2 separate regions of the Ovis aries genome follow, and region 2 is linked to region 1. Evidence: chromatin contacts called from public Hi-C data. All regions are on one chromosome and are shown on one strand. Each heading gives the region's core, a stretch centred on a gene start, on an enhancer-like site or on the middle of the called end of the contact. The rest is flanking DNA. Distances are from core to core; before and after follow the strand shown. Region 1 overlaps ITGB4 (integrin subunit beta 4). Region 2 holds the start of SAP30BP (SAP30 binding protein).

Region 1 (7,458 bases), core at 1,464-3,963:
TTTTCGGCTTCCCTGGTGGCTCGGACTGCTAGCAAAGAATCTGAATGTTAGTTTACAGTGCCACCTAGTGGAATCATGTGAAAAGGCTTCCCCCTACACACACTGCAATCCATCTGCCCCATATCAGCTCAGTTCAGTACAGTCGTGTCCAACTCTTTACGACCCCATGAATCACAGCACGCCAGGCCTCCCTGTCCATCACCAACTCCCGGAGTCCACTCAAAGTCACGTCCATCGAGTCAGTGATGCCATCCAGCCATCTCATCCTCTGTTGTCCCCTTCTCCTCCTGCCCCCAATCCCTCCCAGCATCAGAGTATTTTCCAATGAGTCAACTCTTCACATGAGATGGCCAAAGTACTGGAGTTTCAACTTTAGCATCATTCCTTCCAAAGAAAACCCAGGGCTGATCTCCTTCAGAATGGACTGGTTGGATCTCCTTGCAGTCCAAGGGACTCTCAAGAGTCTTCTCCAACATCACAGTTCAAAAGCATCAATTCTTTGGCGCTCAGCCTTCTTCACAGTCCAACTCTCACATCCATACATGACCACTGGGAAAACCATAGCTTTGACTAGATGGACCTTTGTTGGCAAAGTAATGTCTCTGCTTTTCAATATGCTATCTAGGCTGGTCATAACTTTCCTTTCAAGGAGTGAGCGTCTTTTAATTTCATGGCTGTAGTCACCATCTGCAGTGATTTTGGAGCCCCCCAAAATAAAGTCTGACACTGTTTCCACTGTTTCCCCATCTATTTCCCATGAAGTGATGGGACCGGATGCCATGATCTTTGTTTTCTGACTTAATCCCAAGATGTTCAGGAAAAAGCTCTAGGGCATTGAAAAATAAAAACTGGAGGTAATAGAAGCAACCCACCCAGGAAGCAGGGCCGGGGGGATGGTGGGATTCAGACTTCAGAGCCCCAGGGTGGGGAAGAGTTCCTCCCTCCGAGGTGAGGCCTACAAATCTCAGCTCCCCTGGCTGAGTGCCTACCTGTGTGGGACCCTCCTGTATCTGCATCCTTGTCTCTCTGTGCCTTGGTTCAAATCCCAGCTCCACCACAACTACCTGTGTGAACTTGGGCATCTTTCTTTACCTCTGTGTGCCTCAGTTACCTGATCTGTAAAATGGGGACAGTAATATCTCTACCTCACTCTGCCCTGAGGAAGAAACGAGCTAATATCTGTAAAGTACTTGATGCACAAGAGGTGCTGTATAAACAGGAGCCGTTCCGTGTCCATGTGGGACAGTCTGTGCGTGAGGGTCTCTGCATTGGCTGTGGGGTGGGGGTGGAGCGTGTAGCCTTGACTCGTCTCCCAGGCCTGCTCCAACTCTGACCCCTTCCCATTCCTAGGACTACATCCCCATGGAGGGTGAGCTGCTGTTCCAACCTGGAGAGACCTGGAAGGAGCTGCAGGTGAAGCTGCTGGAGCTGCAGGAGATGGACTCCCTCCTGCGGGGCCCTCAGACCCGCCGCTTCTACATCCAACTCAGCAACCCCAAGTTTGGGGCCCGCCTGGGCCAGCCCCAGTCTGCCACTGTCATCATTGGGGACCGAGGTAGCCAGAGCCTGGGGTCAGGTTAAGCAGGTGGGAAGGGAGGGCTGGGGCTTCTTGAAAGTCTCAGCCGTAAAAATACAGAATGCTCAGTTAAATTTGAATCCCAGATAAATAACAACTCAACTTGTAGTATAAATATATCCCATATGCTATCTGGGATATACTTATTCTTAAAAAGTATCTTTGTGTGAAATTCAAGTTTAACTAGGCATCTTGTATTTATCTGACAACCTGCTCTCAATCAGAGAGACCAGGGTCATGTGGCCACGGGCCTGCTGCTGGCTGGGAATCCCACCATTAAGCCTTAGCCCTTTGACTTCAGCCTTAGTTCAAGCTAAAATGCAAGTGTTTCAGAAGGGGTGAAACACTTCTTATGTGCCCTTAGCTTCCAGTATAGTGGGGCCTGTGAGCCCACCCTGGAGGAGAGGTTTGCCAAGAGGATGGGGGCGGAGGAGGAGTCTTGGGGTAGGGGAGAGAGGAAGGGCATTGGAGGAGAAAATGTTCCCTGTGGGTCACGCCTTGGCTGCCAAAGGGACAAAGAGAGCAAGCCCTCATCCCTCTGGAGACCCTCCTGGGTCCCCCTGAAGCAGGGGGAAGGTTCAGTTCAGTTCAGTTCAGTTCACTCGCTCAGTCGTGTCAGACTCTTTGTGATCCCATGGACCGCGGCCTCCCTGTTCATCACCAACTCTCGGAGTTTACTCAAACTCATGTCTATTGAGTTGGTGATGCCATCTAACCATCTCATCCTCTGTTGTCCCCTTCTCCTCCTGCCTTCAATATTTCCCAGCGTCAGGGTCTTTTCAAATGAGTCAGTTCTTCGCATCAGGTCGCCAAAATATTGGAGTTTCTGCTTCAACATCAGTCCTTCCAATGAACATTCAGGACTGATCTTTAGAATGGACTGGTTGGATCTCCTTGCAGTCCAAGGGACTCTTCAAGAGTCTTCTCCAACACCACAGTTCACAAGCGTCAATACTTTGGCCCTCAGCTTTCTTTATAGTCCAACTCTCATATCCATACATGTGATGTGATGTGAAGGGGAAGGAGTCTTGGTGTTTAACTGTGCGTCTGGTGCCCCCTGGTGGTGCAGATGGGTTCCTGCCCCCTTAAAGCCAGAGAGGAGTCTCTGCTGACTGCCTTGCCCTGGCTTGACCCTCTGCAGATGAGCTGGACCGGAACTTAATGAACCAGACTGTGTCATCACCCCCACCACCCCGGGGTGACCTGGGTGCCCCACAGAATCCCAATGCCAAGGCTGCCGGGTCCCGGAAGATCCACTTCAACTGGTTGCCGCCTCCTGGCAAGCCAACAGGGTACCGGGTAAGGTGGGGGGCGTCGAGGGAGGTGGATGGGAGGCCGGGCATACACTGTTGAGGTGAGCCCGCTGAGGCCAGAGAGGGCCCCAGGGAGAGGAGAGGGCGTGCTTGGCCTCAGTGGGTGGGGAACCCCCATCGGCCGCTGAGGGAGGAAGAAGTCCTTGGAATGTGGCCCCCAGAACCCAGAAACACCTGTGCTCTGGGCCAGCCCTGCTGCGTGCGCCTGGCAGGGCACTCAATCCCTCCACGTCTGTGTGCCCACGGGACTGTAAGGGCAGGGCTCAGCGGAGGGACGGTGGGCTCTGCCAGCTGCTCCCCACTGACCAGCCTTGCCCTGGGCACAGGTGAAGTACTGGATCCAGGGCGACTCCGAGTCTGAAGCCCACCTGCTCGACAGCAAGGTCCCCTCAGTGGAGCTCACCAACCTGTACCCATATTGCGACTACGAGATGAAGGTGTGCGCCTACGGGGCGCAGGGCGAGGGCCCCTACAGCTCCCCGGTGTCCTGTCGCACCCACCAGGAAGGTGAGGCCTCACCACGTCCATCCCTGGCCACCCTGATGCCAGCCTGCCCTGCCCCGGCCCCGCCCAGAACTCTGCCCTCTTGTCCGCTGTTGACAGCACTCTTCCTGCACCCCCTCTGCCCCACCCAGTGCCCAGCGAGCCCGGGCGTCTGGCCTTCAACGTCGTCTCCTCCACTGTGACCCAGCTGAGCTGGGCCGAGCCAGCCGAGACCAACGGCGAGATCACAGCCTATGAGGTCTGCTACGGCCTGGTCAATGAGGACAACCGTAAGGGCCCGCCCTCGCCTTCTGTCTCCAGGGAGGGGAGGGGGAGTGTCTGGTTGCCTGGGGGCATCATTAGGTTTGTGGTCAGGTTTGGGCTGGGTTAGTTGCATTCCAAAGCAGAGCCCAGAAGCTCCCAGGGCAGGTGAGGATGGAAGGCCTGAGGTTATGTGTGTGCAGTGGGGTCACAGGTCCAGAGTGCCTGCCCAAGCAGGTTAACGAGAGTGGCTCAATTCTACATGGGTGTCTTCAGGTCAGGGTAGAGAGATTTAGCAAATAAAAAGCAGAGGACGCCCTGAACTTCAAACAGTTTTTCTAGTACATTTCATGCAACGTGTTATCTGGCAGCCCTAGGCCAGAGCACTAGGCAGAACTCTATTTTTCTCCTGTCCTGGAAGGGAGAGATGACCCCTGCACTTGTCAGGACGGAAAACTTTTCAGGGGAGCTCAGTCCCCGACTCTTGCCTGGTACAGGGCCCTCCTCTCTGCATCCTCACATGTTCAGTCCATCCCAGGGATGGAGAGCTTCCCACTCCCAGATACAACCTGTGGACCCTAAAGTGGGTCAGACTTAGCACTCTAAGGTGGCCCAACAAGGCAGAGGGCAGCAGGATTGTTCTGGGCCTCAGGCTCCTTGCTCTGTTCACCTGGCTGACCAAGCACAACCTTTTCAGCCGCTGCGTCACACCTTGGCTCCTGCTGGCGACCCCTGATCCACCCCTGGACCACTGTCAGGAAGTCTTTTGTGGCCCGGTCTTTAATCTTAACCAGGCGTGACTGATGATTCCGGCGCACAGTCTTAGCTCTTGCCTCACAAACGTGTGAGGAAGCCCTCCTGACCCAAGGGCATCAGCCCTTTGGGGTGGTCCCCTTCCCTTCTCCCCCTGGCAGACAGATGCGACAGGGTGGACCCCACCTCAGCACTCAGAGGCCTCCCCCAGGCAGACAGTCCAACATCAGCCAGTTCTTGGAGCACAGCTATTCTCTTATCAGACAGCATCAAACTTTGCAAGTGGGGTTTTCCCTGAGAGCCCTCCTTTGGACCCCTCGGACACTGAGATGTCTTCTGATCATCCAGAGAGCCCCATGTTGTCAGGTTGGGGCCCCTAGGCACTGTAACTCACTCAGAGCAGCCTGGAGTCTCTTCCTTACCCTTCCCAGGGCTGCATGTCCTCCCTTCTGGGTGTGGGGGAGCTGCCTCACCTCTGCTCCAGGCTAACTGGCTCTTGTGCAACCTCCATCCCACCCTGGCGCACTCGGCTCGTGCAGGCCTCGGCCTGGCCTCGGCTGCAGGATCAGGCCTGCCTTTCTCCTCCCATCCTTGCCCAGGTGGCCAGGGCAGCCTTGGCAAGTGACCGAATATCTCCACTTTTAAAATAGTTTTTATTTATTGTTTTGGTTGTGCCAGGTCTTTGTGGGGGCATGCGGGATGATCAGTCTTTATCATGGCGCGCAGGATCTTTTCAGTTGTGGCCTGTGGGATCTGGGGCTTCCCTGGTGGCTCAGTGGTAGAGAGTCCACCTGCCAATGCGGGAGATCTGGGTTCAGTCCCTGGGTCGGGAAGATCCCCTGGAGGAAGAAATGGCAACCCACTCCCGTGTTCTTGCTTGGAAAATCCCATGGACAGAACAGCCTTGAGGGATCCATGGGGTCCCTCGAGAGTCCATGGGGTCGCAAAAGACTTGGACACAACTTGGCTGCTCAGCAACAACATGTAGGATCTAGTTCTTGGACCAAGGATTGAACCCGGGTCCCCTGCATTGGGAGAGCAAAGTCTTAGCCCCTGGACCACCAGGAAGTCCCCAAATGTCTCCACTTTGGATTTCCCAACAGAGCATTTGGGGTTTGGTTGGGGACGGTGAGGCCCAGGTGGTGAGGGCACTCTTGGCTCTGGAGCCAGACTCGCACAGATGCACGTGAATGCAGGACCTTTACTAACGGGTCAAGGTGACACGCGGCTGACTTGCGTCTAGTGTGTCTCTGCCACTCAACTTAGCGATGAACCCCGTGGAGCCCTGGTGACACTTCTCTAAGCCAGTCACACCCGTCAGGGCTTGGCCCGTGGCTGGGCATCAACAGTTGCTCGCTCCTTGCCTTGTCCCCCTGACCCCTGGGTGCAGTTCAAGGGCTGCGCGATGGTCCTGGGGCATCCGAGACCAGGACCAGGCTGGAAGCTAGACGATCCCCCTGAGGCACTCTCCCTGCCCCAGGACCCATCGGGCCCATGAAGAAGGTGCTGGTGGACGGCCCCAAGAAGCGGACGCTGCTCATCGAGAACCTGCGCGAGTCCCAGCCATACCGCTACACAGTCAAGGCTCGCAACGGGGCAGGCTGGGGGCCTGAGCGGGAGGCCATCATCAACCTGGCCACCCAGCCCAAGCGACCCATGTCCAGTGAGCAGGGGGCAGGGAGGCACAGGGTGGACAGGGACGGGCAGGGGCCTGAGATCTGGGCCCTGGCTCACCTCCCCCCCACCCCGCAGTCCCCATCATCCCTGACATCCCCATCGTGGACGCCCAGAGTGGGGAGGACTACGAGAGCTTCCTCATGTACAGCGATGACGTGCTCCGCTCTCCGGCCGGCAGCCAGAGGCCCAGCGTCTCTGATGACACCGGTGAGTGGGCCGGGGATCCCGGCGAGGATGGTGGGGGTCCTGAGTAGAGGGTGGGGCTGTCGCTGGTGTCCAGAGACAGCAAAGGGGCCAGTGACCACTGGGCAAGAAGATCAAGACTGAAAGTCCCCTCTCTGCACAATCAACGATTTGACAGGCACCATTCTGGCTCTGGGTACAAAGGACAAAGCCGACATGGCTCATAGGACTGGTGTGCACGTCTCTGTGTGAGGACAGACAGACAGACATGGGTTTGGGACACATGCACACGGGCTCGTGCACATGAGACTGGAAACAGCTGTGAGAGTGGAAGGCTCACCAGCTGTGCCATGGAGTCAGGACACCTCCCAGGGACAGGGCTACAGGCGAGGAGGCAAGCCTGGTCCGGGAGCCCCAGAATAGTGATTGGCTTGGGGGCCCCCAGAGCAGTGCTCCTTGCACTGGCCCTACTCCACTTCCCTCTTGGATTCCTGTACAGTGTGATGCAAAGAGCCCCCGACTGGGACTCCTGGGGTCTATTTTAGCTCTGGCTTCACTGCCGACGGCTTCCCTTGTAGCTCAGTTGGTAAAGAGTCTGCCTGCAATGCAGGAGACCTGGGTTCAATTCCTGGGTTGGAAAGATCCCCTGGAGAAGGAAAAGGCAACCCACTCCAGTATTCTGGCCTGGAGAACCCCATGGACAGAGGAGCCTGGCAGGCCACAGTCCATGGGGTCTATGGGGCAAGAGTCGGACAGGACTTAGTGACTAAACCACCACTGTGGGAATTCAGATGAATCACATACATTCTCTGCCTCAGTTTTCTGATCTGTGAAATGGGATGCCAATCATACTAGGCTGAGTAAAAATCCAGCAGGATTTGTATTTCCTTTTTATATAATTTATTTTCGGCTGTGCTGGGTCTTCATTGCTATGCAGGCTTCTCATCCCGGTGGCTTCTCTTACTGTGGAGCAAGACGGGCTCTAGGGCTTAGTAGTTGCAACTCCTGGGCTCTAGAGCAGTTACCCCGCGGCATGCAGGATCTTCCCTGTTCAGTTCAGTTCAGTTTGGTTCCGTCACAGACCAGGGATCAAACCTGTTTTTCCCCCATGGGGAGGTAGATTCTTTACCATTGAGCCATCAGGGAAGCCCCAGGATTTGTATTTTCATCCTTCTTTACCTACATCAGGCTTCCATGGAGTCAAGCTAGGGT
Region 2 (7,458 bases), core at 1,404-3,903, 65 kb before region 1:
CTCTTTCTCCTTTTCCTCATGGTGGATGGCTCTTACCCACACAGCCACACTTCCTCATTTCTGATTCTACCAGCCCAGCTGCAGGCTTTAAATATAGCCAGAAGTACAGTTAACAACATCCCAACAAGTTTCTCATCTGTTTTTCTGTCTCACAGCTGTATGCCCACCAGAAGCAAGCAGAACATACCAGGGATTCCCCCATATCAATTTACCTCTCTACCCATCTGCATCTTCTAGAACATCAACAGTGCACGTGTATACATATGAGAATGTACGTGTACATACACATACAGTTCCATGTTCCTCCAGACAAAAAGTTACAAAGGAAGGTAAGAACCTCAGGCCATCAAAACAGAGAGGACTCAATCATAACCCACCAGAGTGATATGCACTAGTGGAGAATCCCACACTTAGGCAATTCAGAAACCCAATACAGAGGGACAAAGACAAATCAAAGAAAAGCAAGAGGCAAAAGACCAGTGAAAGAAGTAAACTTCCAGCTACCAAAAAAGAAAAAAGTCCCCTAAACTTTCTGGCCTGCCATCTTCATTCACCTGAGCCTCACCTGAATCAAAGCAATGAGAGGAGAGACCACGATGGTGATGCCTTTAGCCAACAGAGCAGGGAGCTGATAGCAGAGGGACTTTCCTGCCCCAGTGGGCATGCACACAAAGACATCCTGATCACCTGCAAAAGACAAGAGGACATCTCAACGCTCCTGCCTTTTATATATTCCCCTCATCAAGGCTGTTGACAATTAAAGGATAATGTAAGAAAAACCCCTAGTAGAGTGTCTGGCACATGGAAGGGTCTCAATATAATTGCAATTCCCTTCCCATCCTTTCTAGGACAAGGGGAGCGATCCAGGGAGATTCAGCAATGCCAGCCAATCATTTTCAGAACCGGTAACAACTACAAGGGTAAGGAGTAGGAGTCTGCTGGGACACGGATGGCTGAACCGAATCAGGTTGAGCTGAATCAGGATTCAACGAAAGCTGAATCCTTCTGGATGGGTGATCATATCTGCATAGACATGGATACAACATCACTTAGAGGGATTTTGTTTATAAATGTTACAGTGTCACTGACATTACATTCCTGCTCCCCCCTTGACAATCTTCATCTATCAACACAGCTCCAGTTTATAATGTTATTACTCCTTCCCTACCAGGGACCCAAGCCACTCTATCTTCAACAAAAAAATTACCTGGAAGATGACTGCCTTAAGACTATTCCTGCCAACTACACCCCCACCCCACCCCCACACACACTGCTGTCTACACCAAACAAAAGAGAATGGAAATATATAGTGTTTTCAAAGACAACCTTAGCTCTGACTGTGAACTATCAGAATCAGAACAGTTGGGTGGTTCTGCCGATAAAACTGTAAGTAAGTTTAGGGTGACACGTCTACATCTCCAAAACCAAATATGGCCCAAAGGCGGGGAGGTAGGAAGGGTCAGAAGGAAAGTGCTCTGCAGGGAATTCCCTGGTGGTCCAGTGGCTAAGCCTCTGTGCTCCCGATACAGGGGGGCTGGGTTCGATCCCTGGTCAGGGAACTAGTTCCCACGTGCCACAGCTACAACTAAGACTTTATGCAGCCAAATAAATAAAAATAAATATTTTTTAAAAAGGAAAGTGCTCTGCAGCAGCACAAATGTAAACACAGGTAGTTTGGTAACGTTACCTTTCACTACAGCCATGATCGCCCTCTCCTGCAAAGGCGTCTTAAAAGAGTCAAACCCAAAGACCTTTTTCAACATGCTCCGGACTCGACGCTCAGGGTCAAAAGGAGAGGAAGGATGGGTACTCATCTTTACCAACAGTGGCCAAAGGTTAAGGCAAAGGTGATGATCATATGGTTGCAACTAGAAACCTCTGTTCTGCTTTTAAAAGACTGCTTATTTTATAATCTCTATGAGTATAAATTTGCTTTATTATGCTCAAACAATGCACTATTTTCAAGTTATATAGCTCCAGGTGAAGAGCCTGGAGCAATACATTCTTGAGTAATTAACATCTCTATTTTTATGCTCAGTGAAAATAAAATCTTCGAACTATCCCAGGGCACCGTACAGCGCAGAGCTAGAAATCAGATCACGAGAAGAAACACAAATGTCCGGAACAGTTTAGAGAAGATGGAATTTTTTCCCTAAGATCCACCCTCTACTCCGTAAGCACGGCCACTGACAACCATTCTTCCTCTGGGACCTGACCCCTTCTTCCCATCACCCTCTCCCCCACCCCCCGGATGGCAGCTCTCCCCTTTACTCAGCCTCAGATCTGCTCATTTCTCCCTTCCCCAGCGAAAGCCTCCCTCTCTTAACCCCAAGATATCAGAGCCGGCCGTGGGCTCCGAGAAACGAAGGGCTCTTGTCGGGCCGCTGATGCCCGCTGGCTCGGGAACTACTCGAAGACCCTCATACGCCTCAGGTAACTGAAAAGCCAAACTGCTGGGAAAGCAGTGTCAGGTATATCCCACAGAAGCTTGTGTCCGTCGCGCAGTGATGACGTTATGCAAGCGGTGGCACGAGGGGCGGAGCCAGGCGCCGAAAGAGCCGTTTTGATTGGTTCCCGGTCTGGAAGGGGCGCGGGGTCTCCTGGGATCCGGAAGAAGTCGCCTTTCTGGGCGGAAGTCGGCTCTTTGGAGTCATAGAAGTGAGCCACACCGGGGCTGTGGAAATAAGATGGCGGGGAAGAAGAATGTTCTGTCGTCTCTGGCAGTTTACGCGGAAGATTCAGAGCCCGAGTCTGACGGAGAGGCTGGAGTTGAAACGGCAGGCAGCGCGGCTGGTGAGGCCCGAGAAGGGAACCGGAAAGGGAGAATCAGGTTACTGCTCCCCTAGCCGGCGGGAGGGAAAGAGATGGTCATTGTACCCCAAGTATCGGGCCCCGGAGCCCTAAAGGGCGCTCAGGATCCTGGGCTAGACCGAGCGTTATACGCTCTGTAGCACGAATGGACCGTCTCCTTCCTTGGATTCGATTATCCTTCCGTAATTTACTTAAAGTCTCCGTGCTGGGCATGGTGCTGGGCAGAAGGATGGACAAAGGGGAGAGAGGATCCAAGGCTACTGAACCACTACCTGTTTTCTCCGGGCTTGTTTGTGGGGAAGAGCGAATCTTTTAATTGATAATATGCCCCAGACATATCTTGGAGCTTTGTACCTCCGGTCTCCACCGCGAGAGAGTCTTAATTCAGTAGATCTGGGGAAGGACCTGAGCGTTTGTGATCCTTCCAAGGCTTCTTGGCGATTCCGTTACTTTGTGAGTTGTTCAAAGCCCATCAATATTTTGTTACTGTACTCACGTTGAGAATAACAGTAGTAAGAAGTGGGAACAGATTTATATGGGAGTGAAGAGAGGCAGCAAGTTACCCAACATATTTGAGCCTTGGTTTCCTCATTGGGAAGTGATGGAGGGGCTTGGACTGTTAGCTTCTCAGTGCAAGTGGTCTTGGCCTGTCTGGAAGTTCTCTGCTGGTAATTTGCGTTGTTTGGCGGGGGTTGTTGTTTTTGTTTTAAACATAGAAAAATATTTTGTTTCTCAAGTAGATATGATTGGGAACCTCTCAAGGCACCCCTGTTTTAAGATCCAGTTCCTAGGGGAGGACTCACAAAAATGAGGATGACAGAGTCCTCATCTTGTATGAGAAGACTGGTTCATTGGTGCCTATTATACAAAGTAGACATAGGCAGATCAAAAGAGGGGCTTAAACAAAGCGATATAACAGTTGAGAGGAAAGTATGCTTCAGTTGGCATAGGTGGATTGGAAGCATTAAAAATGAAATTTAATATTACTTGGTTTTCTTTCCTGTTCTTTTAATGAATTCATACACTAAATTTTGTAGTCTTCCCCAAAACGGAATCTGGGCCAGAGGTCACTTAAATGAGATTTAGGTTTTCCTTGTCTCGTAAGAGATAGTCCTGGCCACTCAAATGACTCGTGTTTTTCTCCATTCTTTTTCCCAGTCATTCATCTTATTTTTCTCTTCTGTTTAAGAGGAGAAAGGCGGCTTGGTATCCGAAGCCTATGGAGAGGATGACTTCTCTCGCCTTGCGGGTGATGAAGATGGTTATGAAGAGGAGGAGGATGAGAACAGCAAACCGTCGGTAGGTAAATCTATTCCCAAATCCACAGCTGCTCAAAGCATCATTTCATTTGTCGGAAACTTTCTGACCTGTACCAACAGTGTTCCATTTCCCCCTCCCCTCCTTTTTTGGTGTGTTTAGTATCCGTTGAGAGAATTGGATTGGATATCTGTAGTTCTCTTTGAAAATCTAATTTTTTTCACCTGAACCATTTTGTATTAACCTTTGTATTGAAACTTGGAGGCAACAATTGTGGACAATTTTATTTAACCCAGATATCAATAGGTGTTTTATGTTGGTTTTCCCTGCTTAGATAATTTATTCCATTTGAAACAGTGCATTCATCCCAACTGATGTATCATTTATATCTGCAGTCAATTCTGTGTTATTTGTAATCTCGGTTGGGGCTCATTCGAATCTTTCAGTTTATTAAAAAGACTGGGAAGGACTGTTATTTGTGATTTGATATTTATTAAATCCTTTCTTGATGTTCTACTTGGCACTTTTTATCAGAGTGTTCTTGATCATCAAATCTTGCTTAAAGTTTAGTATGTGCTGACTAGCAAAGAAAAGAACTTGCATCTTAATTTAACCAGAAGGACTTTAGATACACTGTCCCCTAAAATTTAAAAGTTTGGAGAACTTAACTCTAGAGAAAAACAAGGATTCAGACTGGTTCTTAACACAGACATACAAACTTGTACCTCAGTATAAAATCTGGCTGGTTAGCAACAGCTTTAATTAAAACACCTAATGAATTAGTGATGGACAGGGAAGCCTGGCGTCTGCTGTCCATGGGGTCGCAAAGAGTCGGACATGACTGAGCGACTGAACTGAACTGAATGTTCTGTATTGTTTGTTTGAAAATGTTATGCATTGCTACATAAACGTTAGAGTTACAATGCTTTACAAATTAAACAAAAAATACCTTTTGTATATTCTGTTCTTTTGGAAGATATTTTTATCCCTTGAGGTTTCCCCTCTCCCATTTTTGCTGATAATTCAGAATTGACTAAAATTGTTTAGAAAAGCTTTGTAAGTTGTTCCATTTTCCTGACTGCTCTTAAGTGAGTACATACTGGCTTAACATCCAGTAACTATTTTCTTCAGGAAATTTGCATGTGTGTTTTTGAGGTGTTCTTCTGCATTTACTTTGCATAGAATTTTCACCATATTTAAGCTTTATTCCGCATTTTAGTAAAATCCTTGCATCCAGTCCCAATGTATACATTCTAAATTGTGCCTGTATTTAGCTGAGCTACATCTCTGATTATTTGGCCTGATGGGTTTCATTTGCAACAGATTGTATTTAAAAGCTGTGGCTCTCTTGACACCTTGCAGAACAATTCAATCTCAGAACCATCAGGCTAGTTGAAGTCTCTCAGGTGGTGGTTATATTCACATCTGGTGTGCTCTTTCATATGGGGAGGGGGTCATTTAGAGTGACTGAAAACAGCATTTTCAAATGAAACTTTCCATTGGATGTGAAATTACAGCTCCCGTGCATTGGGGTGTGCTCGTCGTGGAACAGACACGGGAGACAGCTGCCTGACAGGGTAGCTGATTTTTGACCTTCATTGGGTTTCAGTGGAATGGTGGACTAGCTTGTGTGAGGCTGGGGCACACATTGGAAAATGGCATGCCCACATGGTGCTCCATGTCAGGCAGGCCATTTGGATAAGGAACAAGGCTGCCTAGAATGGGTTAGTTCTCCAAAAGTCTGGATGGAGGCGTAGTGCCCTCAGCTGGGTCCCAGGACAGTCCTGCCTTTCCCAGATCACTTGCCCTGGTCATTTGATGCCTGCCTTCCTACTGTTCATGCTGATGTGCAGATATTGCTGGGTTGATGCGCTCGGGTATAGCGTTTAGGTGAAAGGTCATGGCACTCAGGGAGGTGAAAGCTGTCCCGGGAGCTTGGAGTCTGATGTCTTTGTGTACATGAAAGGCAAAGAAGGAAAAAAGGATTCCTGTACTTTGAAATCATGGGTATTTCATTGGCAGCTCCATGCCTGCTTTATCCTGTGGGGCCTGATCTTTTCTCAAGTGTATTGCAACCTTTCTCCGTTTTTGTGTGTGTAGTCTTTAATCTCAGGCATTTTTCATTGATATAGACTATGGCCCTGCTGGAGTAAGGACTTTGAGCGGCTGATGTTCTGTTTTTCCTACCCAGAACATCTCTTTTTCCCCTCCTCTTTCTCTGGAGCCTGGGTCATATGGTAGGGGAGGGATTCTTGGTGGGATGACCCAGGCTGGGTAAATTTGTTCCATACCCTAGTTGTGCATGTGAGAACCTCAGGCCCACTCCTTTAAGCTTAATCCTCTAAATTCTTTGTCTTGTAGGAAGATGACGATTCAGAGACTGAAAAACCTGAGGCTGATGACCCAAAGGTATTTGGTGTTGGTTGTGGTGGGGTGGCTGGATATGAACAAGGCATTTTTAACATTATGGCTCAGTTCATATGTCTGGTTCCAGATTTGTCCCACTAACATACCATGCAACCAGTGTGATTTGAGGGGGTGGGGGTGGGGATCAACCCAGCTTTAAGAGAACTGGAGACCACCCTGGACTGTCGTGAGGCAGCTTAATTTGCAGCCCCCTACAAAGGCGGGCTTTGTGGGGTCTGTGCCCCTGCAGGTGGGTTAGGTGTGGGAATGTTTTTAGAGTCAGGAAGCCACAAGGGCTGCCTCATGCACTGTGGGTTCTCTTTAGTTGTCCAGACGTGAAGAAGGGCCATAGAGGGCCAGACAAAATGAGACCTCTCCCAGCTATTGGGGATGTTGAGCCTAAGCCTTGTTTTTCCAAGCAAGTGCCCTTCCACCCTCCAGTAAACCATACAGAATGGTTTGTTTTGAAACAGCATTGTCATTTCTTATTTTTCATCCCAGTAGCAGCTGAGAGTAATTCACACATCTTTGACCCCATTGTGATAAAGGCTAAGACACAGACACACAGCCCGTTCCCATCCCCCATGTTAGGGAGCCCTTGGAAATCAACACAAAACCCAGCTTTCAGGGTGACCCGACGCAGTTCTCGTGGAGGGTGAGCGTCGGAACCAGACTGAGCTCCACCAGCTCAGATGTCCTCTGGTCCCCAGTGGCCAGCAGAAGCCCGGGGATGGGGGTGGGGCAGAAAGACCGAGTCCCCGTGGCATCTCCCAGGACTAGGGACGGTCCCCAGCATGCGTTTCCTGTGTTCCCTGTGCTTCGTCCTGCTGCAGCTTCCTCTTCTGCCTAAGCTGGCGTCACACTGTCTTCCAGGTCTTAGTCTCCGCCTCAATCCCTTCCCACCCCTCCCTCTTCAGGAATTTTTCTGTCACATTTAAGTTTTATTTCGGTCAGTATTTAACAATACTTTTGCTTTTCAAACCA

Evidence for each region. A called contact is a pair of places that touch in the nucleus more often than the background predicts.
Region 2: a Hi-C map of tail adipose tissue shows a contact between it and region 1, with 6 times the contacts expected there. The contact joins the promoter of SAP30BP here to the enhancer-like site in region 1. A contact is called at or near these places in 14 of 16 Hi-C or Micro-C datasets (blood, hypothalamus, liver and 6 more).

What each region holds. Positions count from the first base shown.
Region 1 is chr11:55,187,241-55,194,698 of ARS-UI_Ramb_v3.0, reverse strand. It overlaps ITGB4 (integrin subunit beta 4), which reads left to right. Exons shown (of 40, transcript XM_042256360.2): 27 at 1,351-1,555; 28 at 2,718-2,875; 29 at 3,216-3,396; 30 at 3,525-3,662; 31 at 5,867-6,049; 32 at 6,139-6,270. Among named protein-coding and RNA genes, the nearest start is that of TRNAA-AGC, 3.8 kb to the left of the region's middle. Within about 2 kb of position 2,713, at least 6 of the 54 cell types and tissues checked have an H3K27ac peak or open chromatin away from gene starts, as enhancers often do. A contact at or near this core is called in liver, where this site is marked.
Region 2 is chr11:55,251,796-55,259,253 of ARS-UI_Ramb_v3.0, reverse strand. SAP30BP (SAP30 binding protein) reads left to right here and starts at 2,653. Exons shown (of 11, transcript XM_060395861.1): 1 at 2,653-2,793; 2 at 4,001-4,110. The coding sequence starts at 2,688. RECQL5 (RecQ like helicase 5) reads right to left here and starts at 2,506. Exons shown (of 20, transcript XM_027974079.3): 1 at 2,338-2,506; 2 at 1,688-1,825; 3 at 566-687. The coding sequence starts at 1,814.